Linked DNA regions of Mus musculus: region 1 is linked to region 2. The links are chromatin contacts, called in public HiChIP or PLAC-seq maps. All regions are on one chromosome and are shown on one strand. The core of a region is the stretch at or near the end of the contact, and the rest is flanking DNA. Distances in the headings are between cores, read along the strand shown.

Region 1 (4,087 bases), core at 1,095-3,594, 790 kb after region 2:
ATGGAAGCACCCTCGAGTTCTGGGACGCAGGCATGGAAACCTCATCTGGCCGGAGGTAGGTTTATTTCTGAGTAGAAGAAAATTTACAGCTAACTTTTAAAGGAGATACATCATCTCCTTGTAAATGTGAGCAACATGTCATTCCACCCCCTGGACGCTGGAAAAAAAACACACACACAAAGGTCTAGCCTAAAAAAAGAACGGCCAGGGAGTCAGGAGGACAGAGGACCTGAAGCCACAGACCTTCCCACCTTTTTATTAAAGGCATTAGGCAGGTTACAATTTGCTGGTGAAGTCACTGCCTGGATGGAGGACAGCACGGTGGGGGGGGGGGGGGTGTTATTCTGAATATGCTGACCCCTGGAAGAGCACAGCAGTCAGGTGTCTGGCCCTGAACAAAACAACGGTGACCACTTATTTTTCCAAAAGCTGCACAGATGCTGGAGCCAGAGAAGAAAGAAACAGAAAAGACTCCTTTAAAAGCTTCATTTTTTTTTTTCCCCTCAGCTCTGTGAAAGACTGTTTGGACCCCATAAAGTGGGAAAGATTTCATCTCCTTGTTACTGAAATGCAGATGACTAAGTGGCTTCTTAAAGAAAACAAAACAAAAACAAAAACAAGAACCTCGCATGTATCCATTTGTCATTCTGAATGGATCTGTGTTTAAACGCTTACATTTTTCTTTAAGTCCTATAGGACTTTAGTTAGCAGTGGGGTTGCCTGAATGTAAGAGCTGGTCTTGCCTCTCAGTGGAGAGGTCGTGCGGTTTCTGAATCTCTAATTCTGCTTTCCATTCTTAGGAGGTTACTAAGGTTAAACATAGGGTCTGGCACTTATGGGAGTTCAATAAGTGCTCGTGTCCTTCCTTCCTTATGCTTAACGCCCAGTCCAATAGCCAGTGCTACAATAAATAGAAGGGGGTGAGACCAACAAGAGATCCAGAAGTGGAGGGGTGCTTCAAGCACGTAATCCAAAAATAGTAGTTCTCTTTAATTAATGTTGCTGCATAGTAACTGACCTGAAACTGATGGTAAACTTAAGGGTAGAACACTAAATTTGGGGTGGTTTATGAACAAAGGCCTTTATCCTTTGCTGTGTGAACTGCAGTGATGCTCCAAAACACACAAGCCCACCTTGCCTCACGCACACCAGCCGCACACACCCTTCCTTAGTCTGCGGCTTTCCTGCTATTCAGGTAGTTACCTATGCACAATGCTCACCTCCCCATGCTGTAGGAGGCGAGGGCTGAAGGAAAAAGGGCTACTGAACATTGTATTTTCAGCTCTGGTCTTCTAGAACAGCGCCTGGCACACAATTTGTTTTGCTTTGTTGTTGTTTACCATGTGACTCTGGACATGCTATATAGACCAGGCTGGCCTCATGTCAAAAGACACCTGCCTGTGCCCGCTTTTCTTAAATACTAGGATTAAAGGTTTATACCAGCAGTGCAGGCTGACCTTGAACTACAAGTAATCCTCCAGCCCTAGTCTTGAGTGCTGAAATTCCAGATATGAGCTACCAAGACCAACAGTAAGAATTTTTTGACATATTCTGGATGGAGCCTCACACCAATGGGCAAACACTACTGCCTCGCAATGACCTCATAAATGCTTCCTTGAAGGGAAAGAGTAGAGTCCATGGCCCTTTTAGCACTTCTGTGCTACCTAAAGATGAAAGCTATGCTATTCTTTTTTAATTTAATGAACGCGTGCTTATACCATTTACCTAGAGAGGAGCCCATTTTTAAATGCAAATAAAAACCATAGTTGCTGGTTAGGTAGTGACAACCAAGGCCACCATCTGTGCTGGTCACCAGGTTTTGCTGTCTCTCTGTTGAGGCCTGTGTGTGTGTGTGTGTGTGTGTGTGTGTGTGTGTGGTAGTTTATAGAATTGTTTCATGCAGTAATATAGACGTCTCCAATTAGCCCTTTAGTACTGTTCTTTTAGAGCCAAGACCACCTGCCTCATAAGTCTCCACAGGGTCCTGAGCTCATATATGGACATCAGGCATTCTATTAGTGTGTGTGTGTGCGTGTGCGCGTGTGCGTGTGCGTGTGCGTGTGTGTGTGTGTGTGTGTGTGTGTGTGTATTTAGCCTTGAATCAATCACAGGTTAGGCAGACATTCTATCATTAAGCCACATTTTAACTTTTGTGATTTATTTATGTTGCAATAGAAAGCAGTAGAGGATACATATTTCCAAAATTAAATAGGGTTGATTCAATTCCTATTAAATAATCGGGTGTCTTAGGACAGTGGTTCTCAACTTCCTAACACTGTGACCCTTTCATACAGATTCTCATGTTGTGATGACTCACCAACCATAAAATGATTTTCGCTGCTACTCCATAACTGCGATTTTGCTACGGTTATGAATCATAGTGTAAATATCTGTGTTTTCCAATAGTCTTAGGCTACCCCTGTGAAATGGTCCTAAAGGGGTTGCAACCCACAGGGAGAGGACAGAAGTGGATGCGGTCTGGTCTTAGGAAACTATACCAGGAAGGTGAGTGATCTACCAGGGCCAAGAGCAGTGCCTCCCTAGCTTCCTGGTTCTAAAACACTGCCAGCAGGTTTCCTCCTCCAGACATACACAGAAGAGTGGGCTGGCTCGCTGTCTGCGGCACGGCACTTGCCTTTCTTAGGGCCCAACAGAGGGAATTCATAGGATAGTTTTGTTCTTTGTTTTCACATAGAAAAAATTCTGTGACAGCCGCCTTCCATAACTGAATTCTGCTCAAAGAAATGTTGATGGGCTGATCTTTTAAAAGGGGGTTATTCCACTGTGAATTCTAGGCCTTCAACCAGACACTGCTGGTTTAAGAGAATATGAGATGAGGCAAGACTCACAAAGAACTAAAACAACAGCCACAGCTGGTTAAAAATAGGTAGAGAGAAGGTCACTATAGTTTAAAAGAAAATGGATGGTACATGAAATACTTGGTCCACTGCCCCATCTTCCTCAATCTCTGCATCCTATCCTTGCATCCACTCTGCTGGTCCTGAGGCCAGGCACAGGGCCCTCTTACTGCCCACTCACACCTTCCCAGTCCCATTGACATCAATTGTGTGAGGGTCTCATATCGGCCTGTGTGGAAAGAGCCCTTGCAGGCTGTGTGTCTCTAGCATCCTCTCTCTGATCCAGCTGGCTTGCTTTCTCTGTGCCAGCCAGGCTGGGCTCCCCAGTCCCTATAACCTTCATCAGCTGGTCCCACATTTCCCTCTTCATTAGGCTAACTCCCTGGGGTACCTTCCTGACCTCACAAATACCTCTGCCTTAGCTGCATTCTTCTCCCACAGCACTAGGCATGCTTGTCTGTGCTGTCTGATTCTGGATCCCCTATACCTCCCAGACCGCAAGTCAGACGACCATCTTACTCCAGGACCTGGCCAATATACACGTTATCATCTGAATATGAAATGTCTCCCCACAGGCCCATATTTATTTTATTTATGTGCATGAGTGTTTTTTCTGTAAGTATGTCTGTGAACCACTTTCACGACCAGTGCTAGATGAAGCAAAAAGAGGTCATCAGACCCACTGGAACTGGAGTCACAGATGGTTACTGGCCACCATGTGGGTGCTGGGGACTAAATCCAATTCTTCTGGAAGAGTTAGCTGGTGCTCTTAACCACAGAACCATCTCTTCAGCTCAGGCTCGCATTTTAAATAATTTGATCCTATCTGGAAAATTCAGCAAGTAGGTGGTAGTTGGAAGAAGTAGATAATGTGGGTCAGCTCTTGAGGGCATCTCACCCTGACACTCCGATCTGCCAAGAACAGCATCCACCATAAACTCCACACCATGATGCTCTGACCAAGCACCTGGGCCATGGAACTACAACTGAACCTTCTAAAACCATGAGGTCCCCAAATCTTCCTCCCTTGTGTGGTTTCTGACAGGTACCACAGCTAACATTATATAAACATAATTAGTACACTATGATGTGAAAAAGTCATATATAAATTAATAGTTGATTTATTGTTCTATGTTCAGTAAATAATGTCCAACTTTAAAAAATGTTCACTTAATACCAAATGCAAAAAAATGAAGAAAAAAATATGAGTTGATCTTTAGCAATGACAA
Region 2 (3,937 bases), core at 611-3,110:
TAAATTCCAAAGGCACTGGATTCCAAATTCTCACAGACACTGGTGAGACAGGTCAGTGGTTAGTAACACACTCCGTTCTCCCAAAGAACTGGAGTTCAGATTCCAGCACCCACAAGCCGTACCCAACTGCCTGTAACTCCTGTTCCAAGGGAATGCAATGCCCTCTTGTGGCCCCTATAGGCAACTGCAGTCATGTGCACAAACCAACCCACAGACACATTCAAAGTAAAATAAAATGCAAACGTGTATGAAGTTACATTCATAACCACTTCTTCAAGTGGACTCTTTAAGGGCTGGCTGCTGTTGAATATTGAGTACATCATTTTGTATTTAGGTGTGGAGGCCTGACTCTCCCCTCAGTAAGACAATAAAGGAATACAGAAGATCTTTGCAGCTATACCCCAGTGTGCTGCTTTACCCACTTATTGAGTAGAACTTGCTATTTTCTTTTTTAATTTCCATTCCCTCTTTCTGTTTCGGAATGTCCGTTTTTATTTTTTGTGAAAATCTGTCTGGTCATTTTTTAGAGCCTTTATTATTTTTGTAATCCCCTTTTCTAGCTTTTAAATATTTTTATTTTTAATTGTGAATATGCATATGTGTCTGGGTACAGATATGCACTTGAGTCCAGGAGGCCAGAAAGTATCCCCTGGAACTGGAATTACAGGTGGCTGTGAGTCTCCCAGTGTGGAAGGGCAACCTGCGTCCTTAACCACTGGGCCTCTCTGGAGCCCCTGGGCATTTTATCTCTTGTTATATGTCCACTCCCACAGCTTCACTGTCTCTGCCGCCGTTCCCGGAGTTTCCGGAGTTCCCGTAGTCTGTGGTTTGGTATCCCCGTCGTTGCTCTTCCTCCCTGGGGCCTAAGTCTGGGATGCTTTTATCCACAGGGAACTCAGATTGGCTTCCGCTGAGGGAGGGGGCACTTGCCCAGTATACTTCAGGAATCCACATCCCCACTCTCTTTTCCCCTGTGGCTCATCTTAGACTACTTAGCCCATGGTCCGTGGCAGCTCTAGCTGGAGGAGGATCCTTGTCTCCTGTTTTCATCCTCCATGTCTCCCTCAGATTCACCTCTTTCCTGCCTGGCACTTATTCTATCTATCATATCCAGCACTTCTAGACATCTTCCTTCCAATTACACGTGTGGTGTTCTCTGTATGTTGTAGGGAAGGAAAGAACTCTCACCCCCAAACACTCACACACCTTATCTACCAAGCACAGGCCTTTGCGTATGGGAAGTATCCATCATGTAACTAATGCTTTGTTCATTAATATTTAAACATGGACCCTGGCAAATTAGTGTATATCTTTGCCAGTTTTCATCTTGAACCAATGCCCTGTCCTGTGTGCTTTTCTAATTATCTGAACTTGTAATTATTCGAAGAGCTTCCTCCCTTCTGTCACAAGTGATGAATTCATTGTTGGTTCAGCTTCGAGCACCGCCACCACCTCCCAGCCTTTGCCAACTGTGGCTAACGGTGGCTGGGCCCACATCCCTGTTTGTTTGTCCTAATGCTCGTTACTGTTTGGCTCTCCTCTACCTGCTGCCAATGCAGAACTATTTATATCAACACAGAGACGCCTTGGTGAGCTTCGCTGTGATAACACATCCTCAGAAATCCTTCCATCACAAAGGACTTTGCCCCAGTTCTCCTCCTAGAACTCCTCTCCTGGCACTGACCCAGGGACCCTCCCCAAGAGGAACTCCTGGCTTCCCCAGGGGAAGTGGCAGCCACTGGTCCATCAGCTTGGATGATAAGTCTTTGCCTTCCAACTGAAGGCCCTGGAATGAGACATGCAATGGAACTTGCCCAAAGAGGTCACGACAGCTGAGTCACAGAGAACAGCATTGAAACTGAGATTCTGAGAGGAGAGTGCCCACTGGGAGTGGAGCCAAGGTGCTGAGTCATGCCCTGGGCTCTGCATCACTTGCTCTGTGTCAAAGCTTCTAAAAGAAGGGGATGTCGCCCTTCCTTGAACATTATACCACAGAGACACATGCCCAGGTATTACACAGCACCCCATAAATATGTACATGTTTGATGTATCAATTTTTTAAATAGTGTGTGTGTCTGTGTCTGTGTATGTGTCTGTGTGGTGTGTGTGTGTGTGTGTGTGTCTGTGTGTCTGTGTATGTGTGTGTGTGTATGTGTCTGTGGTGTGTGTGTGTGTGTGTGTGTGTGTGTGTGGTGTGTGTGTGTGTCTGCATGTAGGTAATAAGACAACTTGTGAGAGTCTGTTCTTTCTTTGTACCGTGAAGACTCTGGGTGAGGACTGTGAGAATTGAATTCAGGTCATAGGTTTGGTAGCAAACATCTTTATTCTTCAGTTGTTTACAACAAAATTAGTTGATTAAAAATGACCAGCATTTCCTATCCAAATTTGTTTTTTATGGTTATCTTCTTTTGACTCAAATAAAAAGAGGATGGAGAACACTTGTCTTCCCAGGGCCAGGGCCTGGCTTCCAGTTCTGCAGTTCAGACGCCAACATGATAGTGCCGTGAGAATATTTATTGTCAGTGTTGCGTTTTATAAAAAGAAAGAGACCAGAGATACGTTTGGTGGAGGCAAGCCATGGTGTAGGGGAAGAAGGTGCCTCTGCGGGGCCAACGCTGAGGCATCCCTTCCCCCCTGAGGTACCAGCCAAGTATGGTATAGAATAGAGTTGGGGTAGGGAGGGCAGGCATGAGCACGTGGAGAGAGAGGGAGAGGGCCATGAGGAGACGGGAGGGGCGAAGTATAAGGGAGCGAAAGGAGAAGAGAGCAAGAGAGAGAGAGGGAGGAGAGGCAAGAGGTCCTGTTTATGGTGAGTCAGGCACACCTGGCTGTTGCCAGGTTATTGTGTGGCAGAGGCTAGAGGAAATGCCAACAGTCATCAATGTGACATTTGGGCTATTGGCGTTCATCTATCCATATAATTTATTACTACCAATATTCCATATGTTGGTATCAGGACCTCTGAAACCCATGACATCACATAGGCAACAGCGCAACCCACACACCTGTTGCCAAGGCAACAGCCACCATATTCCCAGATTCCACTTGGCTCCCACCTTTACCTGTGACTATGTCACCATCCATATATAAAGGAAAGCTCCTCTGATCGATCTCTCTCTCTCTCTCTCTCTCTCTCTCTCTCTCTCTCTCTTCCCCCTTCTCTTTTCAATGTCACCTTGCCCTTCTCTCTCTCTCAATAAACCTCAGATGGAACTGTTTGGCCTGGTGTGGTCTTTCTGGAGCCGCAGGACAATCATACCACCATCCTTAGACACAGGACAGAGCTCCAATCAAGGTGTACTGGCCGAGTCTAATAGGACTCCACAGTCACCAGTGTGAAGAAATCAGAGCAGCCCCCGAGAAATCAGGCCGAGGGAGTGGAGAGCCAATCCACGATTTTCAACTGAACTGAACACATTTGTATTCTTGTTAGCATTCACAGCAGGTGATGTATGAAGGATGCCTGGGAGCTGGGCCAAAGAGACATTTTAAGACCTAGCATGATTTTGTGCTAAAAATAAAACTACCAGTCAAATTTACTTATTTATAAGTCAGTTGTGCCACTACCGGGGCAATGTGAGACCTACTCCGGGGAAGCTGCTCATCTCTAGCCTCGGGCCCACGTTTCTAACAGGGGAATATCCACATTGCACCACTGGGTCAGGGTTGAAAATCAGTGGGTGGTAAGTTTCAACACACTCGCCTAGAAACAGCCCCAGGGCTGCTCACACACTGGGGCCTGGCAGGATACTGGTGCTATTTACATCCTTGTGAAGGTTACTGCTCCTGCCATAAACACAGTATGCGGTCCATAAGCACAAACCTCCAGCTCCTGGCCCCACCCTTTCTTCTCTGCATCACTGGCTACAGTGCACTGCCCTAGGTTAAGCTTCCCTCTGCTCTGAAGGGGTCGCTTTTCTGAAGGTCACTGGAATCA

Evidence for each region. HiChIP or PLAC-seq counts read pairs in DNA pulled down with a chosen protein or histone mark.
Region 1: an HNF4G HiChIP or PLAC-seq map of pancreatic cancer cells shows a contact between it and region 2. The contact joins two enhancer-like sites. A contact is called at or near these places in 7 of 39 promoter capture datasets (the 3T3-L1 cell line, the C10 cell line, embryonic stem cells and 3 more), 1 of 15 datasets of contacts at CTCF or cohesin (large pre-B cells), 1 of 484 Hi-C or Micro-C datasets (cerebellar granule neurons), 5 of 115 datasets of contacts at active chromatin or transcription factors (bone marrow-derived macrophages, large pre-B cells, pancreatic cancer cells and 1 more) and 2 of 9 other capture datasets (embryonic stem cells and liver).

The regions. Positions count from the first base shown.
Region 1 is chr1:106,698,372-106,702,458 of GRCm38.p6, forward strand. The region is part of intron 1 of Bcl2 (B cell leukemia/lymphoma 2); the gene reads right to left. Among named protein-coding and RNA genes, the nearest start is that of Bcl2, 14 kb to the right of the region's middle. Within about 2 kb of position 2,345, at least 34 of the 459 cell types and tissues checked have an H3K27ac peak or open chromatin away from gene starts, as enhancers often do. A contact at or near this core is called in pancreatic cancer cells, where this site is marked.
Region 2 is chr1:105,904,766-105,908,702 of GRCm38.p6, forward strand. All of the region lies in intron 2 of Gm41927 (a long non-coding RNA gene), which reads right to left. Among named protein-coding and RNA genes, the nearest start is that of Gm41927, 28 kb to the right of the region's middle. Within about 2 kb of position 1,861, at least 116 of the 459 cell types and tissues checked have an H3K27ac peak or open chromatin away from gene starts, as enhancers often do. A contact at or near this core is called in pancreatic cancer cells, where this site is marked.